Linked DNA regions of Mus musculus: region 1 is linked to region 2. Evidence: chromatin contacts called from public promoter capture Hi-C data. All regions are on one chromosome and are shown on one strand. The core of a region is the stretch at or near the end of the contact, and the rest is flanking DNA. Distances in the headings are between cores, read along the strand shown. Region 1 overlaps Kif1b (kinesin family member 1B). Region 2 overlaps Ube4b (ubiquitination factor E4B).

What was found. Capture Hi-C pulls out chosen DNA fragments and counts their contacts.
Region 1: a contact with region 2 is called in a promoter capture Hi-C map of adipose tissue. The contact joins two enhancer-like sites. A contact is called at or near these places in 9 of 39 promoter capture datasets (the HPC-7 cell line, embryonic stem cells, epiblast stem cells and 4 more), 6 of 484 Hi-C or Micro-C datasets (bone marrow-derived macrophages, cardiomyocytes, cerebellar granule neurons and 3 more) and 4 of 9 other capture datasets (adipose tissue, embryonic stem cells, liver and 1 more).

The regions. Positions count from the first base shown.
Region 1 is chr4:149,178,289-149,184,078 of GRCm38.p6, reverse strand. It overlaps Kif1b (kinesin family member 1B), which reads left to right. Exons shown (of 49, transcript NM_001290995.1): 46 at 1,662-1,811; 47 at 2,078-2,270; 48 at 2,477-2,595; 49 at 3,269-5,790. The coding sequence ends at 3,311. Among named protein-coding and RNA genes, the nearest start is that of Pgd, 14 kb to the right of the region's middle. Within about 2 kb of position 1,663, at least 25 of the 459 cell types and tissues checked have an H3K27ac peak or open chromatin away from gene starts, as enhancers often do. A contact at or near this core is called in adipose tissue, where this site is marked.
Region 2 is chr4:149,348,405-149,354,275 of GRCm38.p6, reverse strand. It overlaps Ube4b (ubiquitination factor E4B), which reads left to right. Exons shown (of 27, transcript NM_022022.3): 17 at 1,249-1,348; 18 at 2,691-2,818; 19 at 3,520-3,618. Among named protein-coding and RNA genes, the nearest start is that of Ube4bos3, 17 kb to the right of the region's middle. Within about 2 kb of position 4,190, at least 16 of the 459 cell types and tissues checked have an H3K27ac peak or open chromatin away from gene starts, as enhancers often do. A contact at or near this core is called in adipose tissue, where this site is marked.

The DNA of each region.
Region 1 (5,790 bases), core at 414-2,913, 170 kb after region 2:
TAAAGCATAGAGGCCCACCGAGATGGCTCAGATGGTGAAGCGCTTGCTGTGCCAGCATGAGAACCTGCGTTCAGCTCCCCAGCATCCGCATAAAAAGCATCTGCAGGGGAACAGGACTGGTCTCAGTGCTGAGGAGGCTGAGACAGGTGGATCTAAGAGCTGGGGGACGGGAGGAGTGTCTTCTGGATGTGGTCACCTGCCTGAGACCTGCATAAGAAGAAGCCAGCCCATGGATTGGGAGGGGCTCAGGGGGCCCAGTTCCTAGCTGAGGAGCTATTGGCAACTGATGGCTGCTGGGAAAGAGTCCTTTTTCTTTGTGGCATGGCCACTGGTCCGTGCTCTAGTATCTGGCCCACGCCTGTGTGAGTGTAGACAGCACTAACTGAACTCACTGGATTACTGACATGAAGCTGGAAGGGCTGTGTGGTGGTGGAGATGACCAAAGTACATTGTATAGGGTATAAAACTCACAGAATAAATAGATACTACATAAAAGGTAAAAACTTAGCACAATTAAGTGGAGAATGATAGAGGAAGGCATCTAGTGAGAGAGGAAGGCTTCCACATGCATGAGCTCATGCATACACACACACTCACACACACACACACACTCAAACACACACACAAACATACCCATGCACACATGTACGCACACACACACAAAAATAGTAAAGCTTGCAAAATGAACCTTTTTTTTTTTAAGATTTTTTTATTTTATGAGTACACTGTAGCTGTCTTCAGACACACCAAAGAGGGCATCAGATTCCATTATAGATGGTTGTGGTTGCTGGGAATTGAACTCAGGACATCTGGAAGAACTATAAGTGCTCTTAACTGCTGAGCCATCTCTCCAGCCTCAAAATGGACCTTTAGAATCAGAAATATACAGAATCATCAGGCTAAGCTATTCTAGGAGACCCCTAACAACCAGAACAGAGGCCTAAAGAATGATGGCGTTCACTACTCTACTCCTCTGCTCTTAGGAGCCTTCTCAGCTAGGTCCAGGTTCTTCTTCATTTGTTTGCTTTATCTGCTATCCACAAGATGTGAACTTTTTTTTTCTAAAGGATTTATTTATTTATTAAGTACACGGTATTCTGCCTGCATTTATGCCTGCAAGCCAGGAGAGGGCACTCGTCCTCGTTACAGATGGTTGTGAGCCACCATGTGGTTGCTGGGAATTGAACTAATGAGAGTCTGGAAGAGCAGACAGTGCTCTTAACCTCTGAGCCATCTCTCCAGCCCAAGATGTGAACTTTTTAAAACCCCTTAGAAACTTGCTATAGCACAGTGGCCAAGCATCTTCCTGTGTCTCTGACTGGGCAGTCTACCAGTCCCAGAGAGAGCTGCTGCTGTCAGTCAGGGGCCACACTTTGAGACCCACTGTGTCAGTTCTGGCCATGAGACTGATAGGACACTCCTGAGGGAACACAGTTCCTATCAGATGCTTGTGTTCTCAGGACTCAGTGGCCCCAGTGTCCTGTTCCACGGAGAAGATGCTGGAATGAGGGTTACCTTTCTGACACCAGCTTCTCTTAGCTGACCTCTGAAACTGATGTTTGCCTCTGGCACTTGGGCAGGCGCACTGTGTCTGGTGAGGTCATGTCCACAGTGGCTCTGACCTAACTGACGTGCTTCTTACTCTTTGCTTCCTCTGTAAGGACCCCAGAAGCCAACTCTCGTGCCTCCAGTCCCTGCCAAGAATTTGAACAGTTTCAGATCGTCCCAACTGTGGAGACACCCTATTTGGCCCGAGCAGGGAAGAATGAATTTCTCAATCTTGTTCCAGACATTGAAGAAGTCAGAGCGGGGTGAGTCCTGTGGCATGCACCCTTTCTAGCTCTGCTGTGCAAGGCTGTTCCAGCCTAGAGCACAGGGCTGTGCTGCCGTGTGCGGTGGGCATCTGGGCCTAGCACATTGTGCTGATGTGACCAGTGATGATCTAGGCCAACTGGATCATTTTCCTGTCCTGGTGCATCTGAGGGCTCGCCTAGTGGAAGCATGTATCGATGGGTCGATCTCAGCTTACTACTGTTTACTTTAGGAGAAACTGACTTCTTTTACAATGTCCTTTCAGATCAGTGGTATCTAAGAAAGGATACCTGCATTTCAAAGAGCCACTTTCCAGTAACTGGGCTAAACATTTCGTTGTGGTTCGTCGCCCTTACGTCTTCATCTATAACAGTGACAAAGACCCAGTAGAGCGTGGCATCATTAACCTGTCTACAGCACAGGTGGAGTACAGCGAGGACCAGCAGGCCATGGTGAAGGTCAGTCTCTCCTGACTTGGCTGTCTGATGCTCCCTGTGTTCTTCCCTTTTGAGTCTGGCGTTCTAGTCTGTGGCATGGATCCTAGTTTATATCTGGGTTGCATGAACTTTCGGTGTGAAGTGCTGTGCACCCTGTGAATTTGGCAAGATGTTCCTAACTGTTCATTCTCTCCAATAACTTTCTTCTACCTAATGTCTCTTCCCAGACACCTAATACTTTTGCTGTATGCACAAAGCACCGTGGGGTCCTTCTGCAAGCTCTCAATGACAAAGACATGAATGACTGGTTATATGCCTTTAACCCACTTCTGGCTGGCACAATAAGGTCAGATACTGTTCTTTTGCTTCATTTCCTCATGCTGAGACAGTCTCACTGTATAGCCCAAGCCAGATTCTAAGTTCTCCACCTCATCCCAAGGACTGGGTTTACAGGTGTGCACTACCATGCCTGGCTCGTGAAAGCTCTTTCTCACATTTACATGAGTAGGAAAGATGTGTCGTTCTAACTGGGATGAAAATGGAAAGGAAGGCAAGGGTACGATGATGAGTTACAGGGTGAGACGAGTGCCCTGCTTCCAGTGCAGTGTCGTGCGTCCTCAGCCGTAAGGACACCACCGGTCCTATCCTTCATCTCCTTTAGGTTTCAGTTTTCAGGAGGTCTGCAGAAGGCCCAGAGCACCGAGTAAAGGAGAAACAGTGCTTTAATGGACTCCCATAGTTCAGGCTGTGTGAGAGGAGCGCATCTCACAGAGTCCCCAGCGTAGGAAAGACCTCATAGCTGTCCCTGGGCTACTGTTAGGAGTCATAATGTCCATATGTGCTCTGCAGGCTATCTGCTCTGCGACCCCTGTGAAAAGGGTATTCAACCCCCAAAGGGGTCTCGAGTTGAGAACTGCTGGTCCAGCCATTTGTTTAGGAGCGTAGAAGCCTGGCCTGCAGAATCGGCTGGGAGAGACCAGCATCCACTCTTCTAACGCTGCCTCCTGTTTTTCTCATAGGTCAAAACTCTCTCGCAGATGCCCGAGCCAGCCAAAGTACTGAGCGTTCTCCTGAGCCTTGCTCACCTTCGACAGATAAAGAAAGTGTTACCTCTCATTCTCTTTGTGATTCTTGACAGTTATTCTTGTATGTAATCCTGTGGCTTAACGACTTTTCCCTCCTCACCCTGCACTTCTCTAGCTCTCTGTTCCCTCTCCATGGCTCTGACTCTTCTTATTCTTGTGCTAAGACTTGTAGCATGTGGCCTAACAAGGGGAACAAAACCACTACACGTCCATACACACTCACACTCACACTCACCCACACCCGAGGGGACCCAGCACATCTCCAAATGATTCTCCTGTGTGCTTCAGCTTCCTTTGGATGTTAGGTCCCCTTCACGGTCACTGTCCGACTGTTGTCTCCGTAGCTCTGGTTTTCAGGGTAACTTCTCTGTCTCTCTTTTTCTTTCCCCTTTGTTTATGATAATCTTCTTTTTTCTGGGTGGTTTAGAGACTAAGGGAGGAGACATTTGGTATTGTCAGCCAGGAGAAGAAAACTTGTTAACTTGTTTCTCTCTCTCTCTCTCTCTTCCTCTCTCTCTCTCTTCTCTCTCTCTCTCTCTCTCTGTCTCTTTTTCTCTCAGTGTCTGTCTCTGTCTATTTGTGTGTGTGTCTGGTGTCTGTCTGTCTCTCTCTGTGTCTGTCTCTGACTCTCTCTCTTTCTCTGTATGTGTGTGTGTGTGTGTCTGTCTGTCTCTGTCTCTCTTTCTCTTTCTCTTTGGTGGCTAATCCATGTGTTTCCATTCAGGGAAAGCACTGTGGGAAGCTCAGAAATGGGATTTAAATTCTCTGTCTAAATCAGGGCTCGGAGCATGGATGTATAGAGTGGAAGATGCAGAGGGGCCTTGTGATTGGCCTGCAACAGAGGCTGCTGCTAGCCCTTTAAGACTCGGGCTGCTGCAGTAGATTGGGCAGTGGGTCACAAGGGTGACTGTAGCTCCTTACAGCAGGGTCCAGCAGGCTTGTCTCCTCCCTGGGAAGGAGCGTTTGTCTAGGAGTTTCCCAACTCTAGTCTCAGTGTCACTGTTTGGAATTAGGTGATGTCATGAACAGATTTCCCACAAGAGGGACTGGGGAGTGTTTGACTTTCTGGTGATATGGACCATTGTTGCTTTGAGAGTGCTGAGTGCAGCTTGTGATTGTTGTCGCTCCCTTTGATCAAAGACTTGTAGCTTCAGCATAAATCTTGAGGTCTCCATCTAAATCCAGTGGCCATTTCCAGTAGTTCTCGTCTCCATATGAACAAACATGGCATTGTTTTCTGGATGCCAGAACTGACCAGTCCTTACCACCACTCCAAACAAATCAGAAGGCATTTAGAGTCGAAAAAGATTGTCTCCCAGCAGTTTGCTACTGGATTGTGAAATGCCTCCTCTGTGACATGCCCCCTTCCCCCACTGTCCTCATCTGGTTTGGAAATACTCCCTTAGGAAGAATTTCCCTGCTACCAGTTTCTGTGGCTTCTAACAAACCAGGCCTCCGGGTTTAAGAGGTTATAGAAAATAACGCTCTTCCTCCACCGGCCAGTAAGTGTCGGGGACTGAGTGGGGCACAGAATGCCCGCTGGGGCTACTTGAGTTGCTGTGCCAGTGACTTGGGGAGCATTCACACTGCTGTTTCCTGGCCTTGCCAGCCTGTTTCAGCATCACTCACGCACACAGGAAGGCATCTGCTCACCTCCAGTCTGCGAAGGCTCCTGGCTACCTGAGGGTAGAGAAGGAATGGATTTCCTTCTGGTGGAGAGCCCATCTCCACTGCAGAGCAGCCACTAGGGAGGCGAGCATGCAGCCCCTTGCTTCTCTCTGAAGAACAGGACTCCCAGCTTCCTTTGTTACAGTTGCCTTGCAAAGAAAGGAAAAGTGGACCATGGAGAAAAGGAAAGGAAAGGAAAGAAAGCAAAAGAAAAGAAAGGAAAAGGCAGAAATCAGACTGTTCTTATCTAAAAGATGCTCAGCTCTGGTGGATTTTTAAAACTTTCTTTCTCTCCTTAAAGTATAGGTTACTAACTGTAATGTTACTTGTTTTCTAAACATATCTATGAGATTTTTAATGTAGTTAGAAGTCTCTGTTGTCTAATGGACACAGCATGTCCTTCTGGTGTATACTCAAATTCAGCAGACTCTGTCTATGCCTGTAGACAGTTTCCTGGACCGGAACTAAATCTAATTTCAGGGAAACGAAGATCAAAGGTCGCTTTTAAACTGAATCACTGATGTTGCTGCTGTTAGGAAGGTAGGCAGAAGGATCCATGTCTGTGCCGAGAGGTGTGACGCCTGGGGGAGGGTGGCAGTGTGCGGCACACTAAACCCTGAGATAACTTGTTTTCTTTTAACTCAAACAAAACTGGTTTAGAAAGTCTTTGCTTTGCAAATATCAAATGTTAGCATGAGCCAAACTGGACCCCGCCTTCATCAGAGGCCCCTTAAGGAGACCTCATTAGAAAGCCAGGGAAAGTAAGGTTGGAGCTTGGGCACCTGTGC
Region 2 (5,871 bases), core at 2,941-5,440:
CCCGAGTGCTGGGATTAAAGGCGTGCGCCACCATGCTCGGCTGCAGATTGTTTTAAGGTTTGGTTTTCACATATGATGGTGTCACAGTACATTCCTTTTTATACTTTCATTATTTAGTTTATTTATTGACTATAAATTATCGAAGCAATTTGTTAGATTTGTGGTTTTCCTTCATGTGTGTCTATGCACCATGTGTGTGCAGTGCCCATGGAGATCACAAGGAGACATCAGGCCTTGAACTGGAATTACAGATGAATGTGTGTCCATATAGGTGCTGGGAAATTTACTAAAGTGCTTTGCAAGAGCAACAGTGTTCTTAACCCTTGAGCCAGCTTTCCAGCCCCAGGATTTTGGGTTGGTTTTGGGAGTGTTTCGTTGTTGTTGTTGGTTTGTTTTTGTTTATTTTGCTTATGTGTACAAGTGTTTTGCCTGCATGTATATTTGTGCACCATGTGCTTGGTACCCTTAGAAGCCAAAAGAGGCCAATGGAGTTAGAGACACTTGTGAGCCATGTTTGTGCTCAGAAGGGAACCCTGATCCTCTCCAAGAGAGTGGTGCTCCTAACAGCTGAGCCATCTTTCCGGCCCCATTCTTCTATGGCTTCTATTATAGCGTTAAACAGAAGTGTGAGACCACTTCTCTTTATAGTCATGGCCGTCTTGAAACTCACTTTGTAGACCAGGCTGTCCTTGAACTCAGAGATCCGCCTGCCCCGTCTCCCAAGTGCCAGTATTAATATCAAGCGCCACCATGAATGCTATAAAACCTTATTATTTGCACTGTGTCTTCTTATGAATACATACTTATAAGATTTAATAAATTAAGTACACTGAGGGATTAACAACTAATAAAAAAAATAGACAATTATAATATACTTTAACAAAAACCAGAGATCCACCTGTTTGGATTGGAGTCATGCACCTCAATGCCTGGCCTATATTCTTTAGTTTTTAAACTACCTAAGTGTGAGTCCGGGCGCTGGTGGCGCTTGATATTAATACTGGCACTTGGGAGACAGGCAGGCGGATCTCTTGAGTTCAAGGACAGCCTGGTCTACAAAGTGAGTTTCAAGACGGCCATGACTATAAAGAGAAACTCTGCCTTGCCAAACAAACAAACAAACAAACATACATGCATACAAACATGCAAAGTACTTACCTGTGAGACAGTTAGGTTCGAGAGTCTGAGATGGACCTAGGTGGTTTTCATTTCATTTGATTGTTAAGATGTTTGTTTTGTTAATTTTAGAACCGTGGAAGATTTGAAAAATAATGAAAGCCAGTGGAAAGATTCCCCACTGGCCACCAGACACCGTGAAATGCTGAAGCGCTGTAAAACTCAGCTTAAGGTTTGTACAGTTGATTGACATAATTATGGCCCAGCTTCTTAATAGCAATCCCCTTGCCAGAGTATGCACCCTGAGCAAGCACTCGTATGTCCCTGTTATTTCTTTGTTGTTCTTTTCTCTCAAGGTACCACAGGACTTGTTGCTACCTTGCATATTTCCGTATCTCATTATTTAAATCTCAGCAGAGAACACACATGTGTATATCCGGTTGAGTCGTTAGTAAGTGTTCTCGACCGCAGTGTAACCTCCCCCCTCCATCCCTGCCACACTCATGTTCAGGACACGCATCCAGATACAGGCTGCCACGGCAGTTGCCACAGCGCACTGTGGCGGTAGAAAGATCCCCGTCACCTGTGCTCTTAATCACTATGTCTAATGAAGACGATCTGTCCCATAGAACCTACACCTGAATAGCCCTGCGGTAAAAGCAGAGACACACATGTGCATCTTCTGTGCTGTGTTCAGAAGGCAAAGCTGTGTTAGCTGTTCACGGGCTCTTTACTGGGATTATAGCGAAAAGTGTCTCTCTGATTTCCATGACAAGCGAAATTTTCACGTTTTTGTTTGCTAATACTGCAGAGTGCTTTTGAGATATAAAATGGAGCTAGGTGTAGTGGCTCATACCTGTAACCCCAACACTAACCCAGGCCAAGAAGGGAGTGTGGCTGTGGTTTTTAAGGCCACCCTGAGCTACAGAATGAGACCCTGTCTTACCCGAACGTCAGGATGCAGAATGACCGGAGCTCTTCTTTCAGATCTGTAGCCTCCCTTATATTCCATTGTTGTGACTAAGGGGTCTGTAAGAAGCTCAACATCCACTTGCACGATGTGGCTCTGTGTGTCTCCTCTGGCAGGTGGCCCTCTGAGATGTGGCCTCTGTGCCTCTCCTCTGGCAGGCGGCCCTCTGAGATGTGGCCTCTGTGCCTCTCCTCTGGCAGGAGGCCCTCTGAGATGTGGCTCTGTGTGTCTCCTCTGGCAGGCGGCCCTCTGAGATGTTGCAGACAGATATTTTGCTTGAGAGTAGCACAGAACTGTTGATGCTGAAATTCAGATACAACTTGTCTGGCTTTTTCCCACTAATTGTCCAAGTTCCTGAGCGATGATGTCAGTGACTGACCTTCAGCACTGACTGATGGCCTCTCTGCTCAGTGGCTTGCATGGCCTATCTTCCTGTTGTCTTTATTCTGAAAACAGAAAGACCCTGACACAACCACCAGTGTCCCGAGGCTAGGCAGAGCTACCGAACCTAGACTTCTCATCTCCTGGCCCCTCACTGCCTACTCATGCTCAGGGGCCATGGCACTGGACTAATCTTCGGGCCGGGGCCCATCCTCTTCCACAGAAACTGGTACGGTGCAAGGCCTGTGCTGACGCTGGCTTACTTGACGAGAGCTTCCTAAGAAGATGCCTGAATTTTTATGGCCTTCTCATTCAGCTGATGCTGCGCATCCTGGACCCTGCATATCCTGAGTAAGTGTGCTCTTTGCCGTGCCTCGTCTTCACGGTGGCTACCGGGCTATTGTTCTTGAGTCATAACTAAACCTTGAGAATTTTTATAGTTATGCATAAATACATATGAAGCTAGATTAATATTTCCCCATGTGTTTTTTAGTGGCTGTCAGTTTTAAAATTTTGCTATAACATTGGATGGCTAGAAAAGGAAGTTTATAAATTGGAAGCAAAGTGCTAGAGGTGACAGGCTCCTGAGCCTCCTGAGCACCAAGTCTCGGAGAGCCGAGGACACCGACAGTCACTGTTGTTGTTTAAGTCAGGTCTCTTACGTTCTGTGAACCCCCTAGGTCACAGGTATTGGTTAGTTTGGCCTGTGTTCCTAAAAGACTGGAAAAGCTTATATAAAGTATATGCTGGCTTTATCCACCCAGTATGAGTTGCTTGAAATGACCAAATTCGACCTTTGGGTTTCTTTCCCATTTTAACTACTTCCTTAAGTCTGGCAAGAAAAGAAGATGAGGCAAACACTTACAAAACACGCCCAGGCCTTCCTCATCCTTTCTGCACACTGCGGGTCAGTCGTTTGCCTGTGCACTTTTACACATGTGTTACACAGTGAGGGCTGCTCTTTCCACATGGGGCATTTGGAAGTACAACACCCCAGGTAATCAGTGTTCCATGATAGCATTTGTAAATTGTGGGGTTTTTCTCCTCTACAGCGTAACACTGCCTTTGAATTCAGAAGTCCCCAAGGTATTTGCAGCATTGCCTGAGTTTTATGTCGAAGATGTTGCTGAATTTTTATTTTTTATTGTACAGTAAGTACTTCCCGTACTGTATGTTCTTCTGCTTATACACTGTGCCTGGTCCTCTGAGCTGTGTCTTCTTCTGCTTATACATTGTGCGTGGTGCCCTGAGCTGTGTGTTCTGCTGCTTATACACTGTGCCTGGTGCCCTGAGCTGCGTGGTGTTCTGCTTATACACTGTGCCTGGTGCCCTGAGCTGTGTGTTCTGCTGCTTATACACTGTGCCTGGTGCCCTGAGCTGTGTGTTCTTCTGCTTATACACTGTGCCTGGTGCCCTGAGCTGTGTGTTCTTCTGCTTATACACTGTGCCTGGTGCCCTGAGCTGTGTGTTCTGCTGCTTATACACTGTGCCTGGTGCCCTGAGCTGCGTGTTCTGCTGCTTATACACTGTGCCTGGTGCCCTGAGCTGTGTCATGGTTCACATAGCTGCGCTTCAGTCGGAGGTTGTGTGACTCTGTTTACCTGAATGCTGCTCAGAACTTAGAGAAAGAAACCCCCTTCAGCAGCAGCTGATTCCAATTTGATCTCCAAGACAGAGGCAGTGGCAAGTTCTCTGTGAAACCTGAGCAGTGTTTGATAATTGAACAGGCTCTGGAGAAATGCCCCAGGAAATGTCCAAAACCAAAAGTACCCACAGCTGTGTTTGAACCAAAACTGTCTCCATTTGTAAAACTGGAGAAGCTGCGTGTCTGGTACGTGGGGGGAGATAGGCAGTTTGTTTGGATTTTTGTTTCCTAAAATCCTCACTTCAGGGGCTAGAGCCTTCTCTGGCCTCTCAGGGAGACCCCTCAGGTCAGCTGCCCAGCAGGTAAAGGGCCCTGGACTCAATCCCCAGTACTACTGAAAACAAAAATCAAAGCAAAGCCCTTCACTTTTCATTTTGAAACTGTGAGAGGTAATTTCTCATCACCATAACTATATGGGAACTGGTTGGCAGAAGAATGTGTGTGAAATCTGGTTTCAAACGCAAAAGCAGGATAGACCAGAAACAACATCCAAAGTTATACAAAGCAAATTTGTGTTATGTCCTAAAAGCTGCCCCCAGCCGAGCATGGTGGTGACTGACACCTGTAAGCCCAGCACCTGGAAGCTCACACAGGAGCATTGTGAGTTCCAGGCTAGCCTGGTCTACATATCGAGCCGCTCCCTCGATCAGCAAAAGGACAGACAAGCTCTCTCTGTGCAGGCCCAGTCAGTGGTGGTAACGTGGAGGGGTTAGTTTTTGTTTTTTTGAGACAGGGTTTCTCTGTACAGCCCTGGCTGTCCTGGAACTCACTTTGTAGACCAGGCTGGCCTCGAACTCAGAAATCCACCTGCCTCTGCCTCCCAAGTGCTGGGATTAAAGGCGTGCACCACTACCGCCCGGCTTACATTTTAATTTCTTAAAATTTGAACTTTTTTTTTTTTTTTTTTTTTTTAAATTGGGGCAGGTGGCTAGAGAGATGGAGATCAATTCCAGCAATCACGAGGTGGCTCACAACCACATATCCTAGGATCTGATGCCCTCTTCTGGCATGCAGGCAAACATACAGAGAGAGCACTCATTTACAAAGATTGGGTGATATTTGAGACTGGGTTTCTCTGTGTAGCTCTGGCTGTCTTGGAACTCGTCACTCTGTAGATCAGGCTGGCCTCAAACTCCAGAGATTCACCTGCCTCTACCTCCTGAGTTGTGGGATTGAAGGTGTGTGCCACCACTGCCTGGCTAAAAATATTTTAATTACATGTATTTATTCGTGTGCGCATGGGGTCCTTGAATGCTACAGAGGTCCTGCTAACAATTGGGTCCTAGAGATGGAATTCAGGTTGTCCATTCTGAAGCTGGGCATGGTCATGCATTCCCATAATATAAGTATTTGGGAAGTAGAGGCAAATGATAACACGTTCAAAGCCAGCATATAGTGAATTTGAGGACAGTTGAAGCTATTTAAAAGATCCTGTCTTTTAAAATAAATAAAACCCCCACTTTTGGACAGTGAAGATCTTTTTGTGAAGTTTCAGTTATGGCTTTTGCTTACTTTCTAAAACACATTGCAGCCAACACTCAGGTTTGCTTTGAATCTTTGTGGCTCCAGTGTGCACATTGTTGAACCATGTAGAGGCACTCCAGTACTCCCCCTCTGCTGTGTGCCCCAGTATCCCCCTCTGCTGTGTATGTACTCCAGTACCCCCCTCTGCTGTGTATGTACTCCAGTACCCCCCCTCTGCTGTGTACCCCAGTACCCCCCTCTGCTGTGTATGTACCCCAGTACCCCCTCTGCTGTG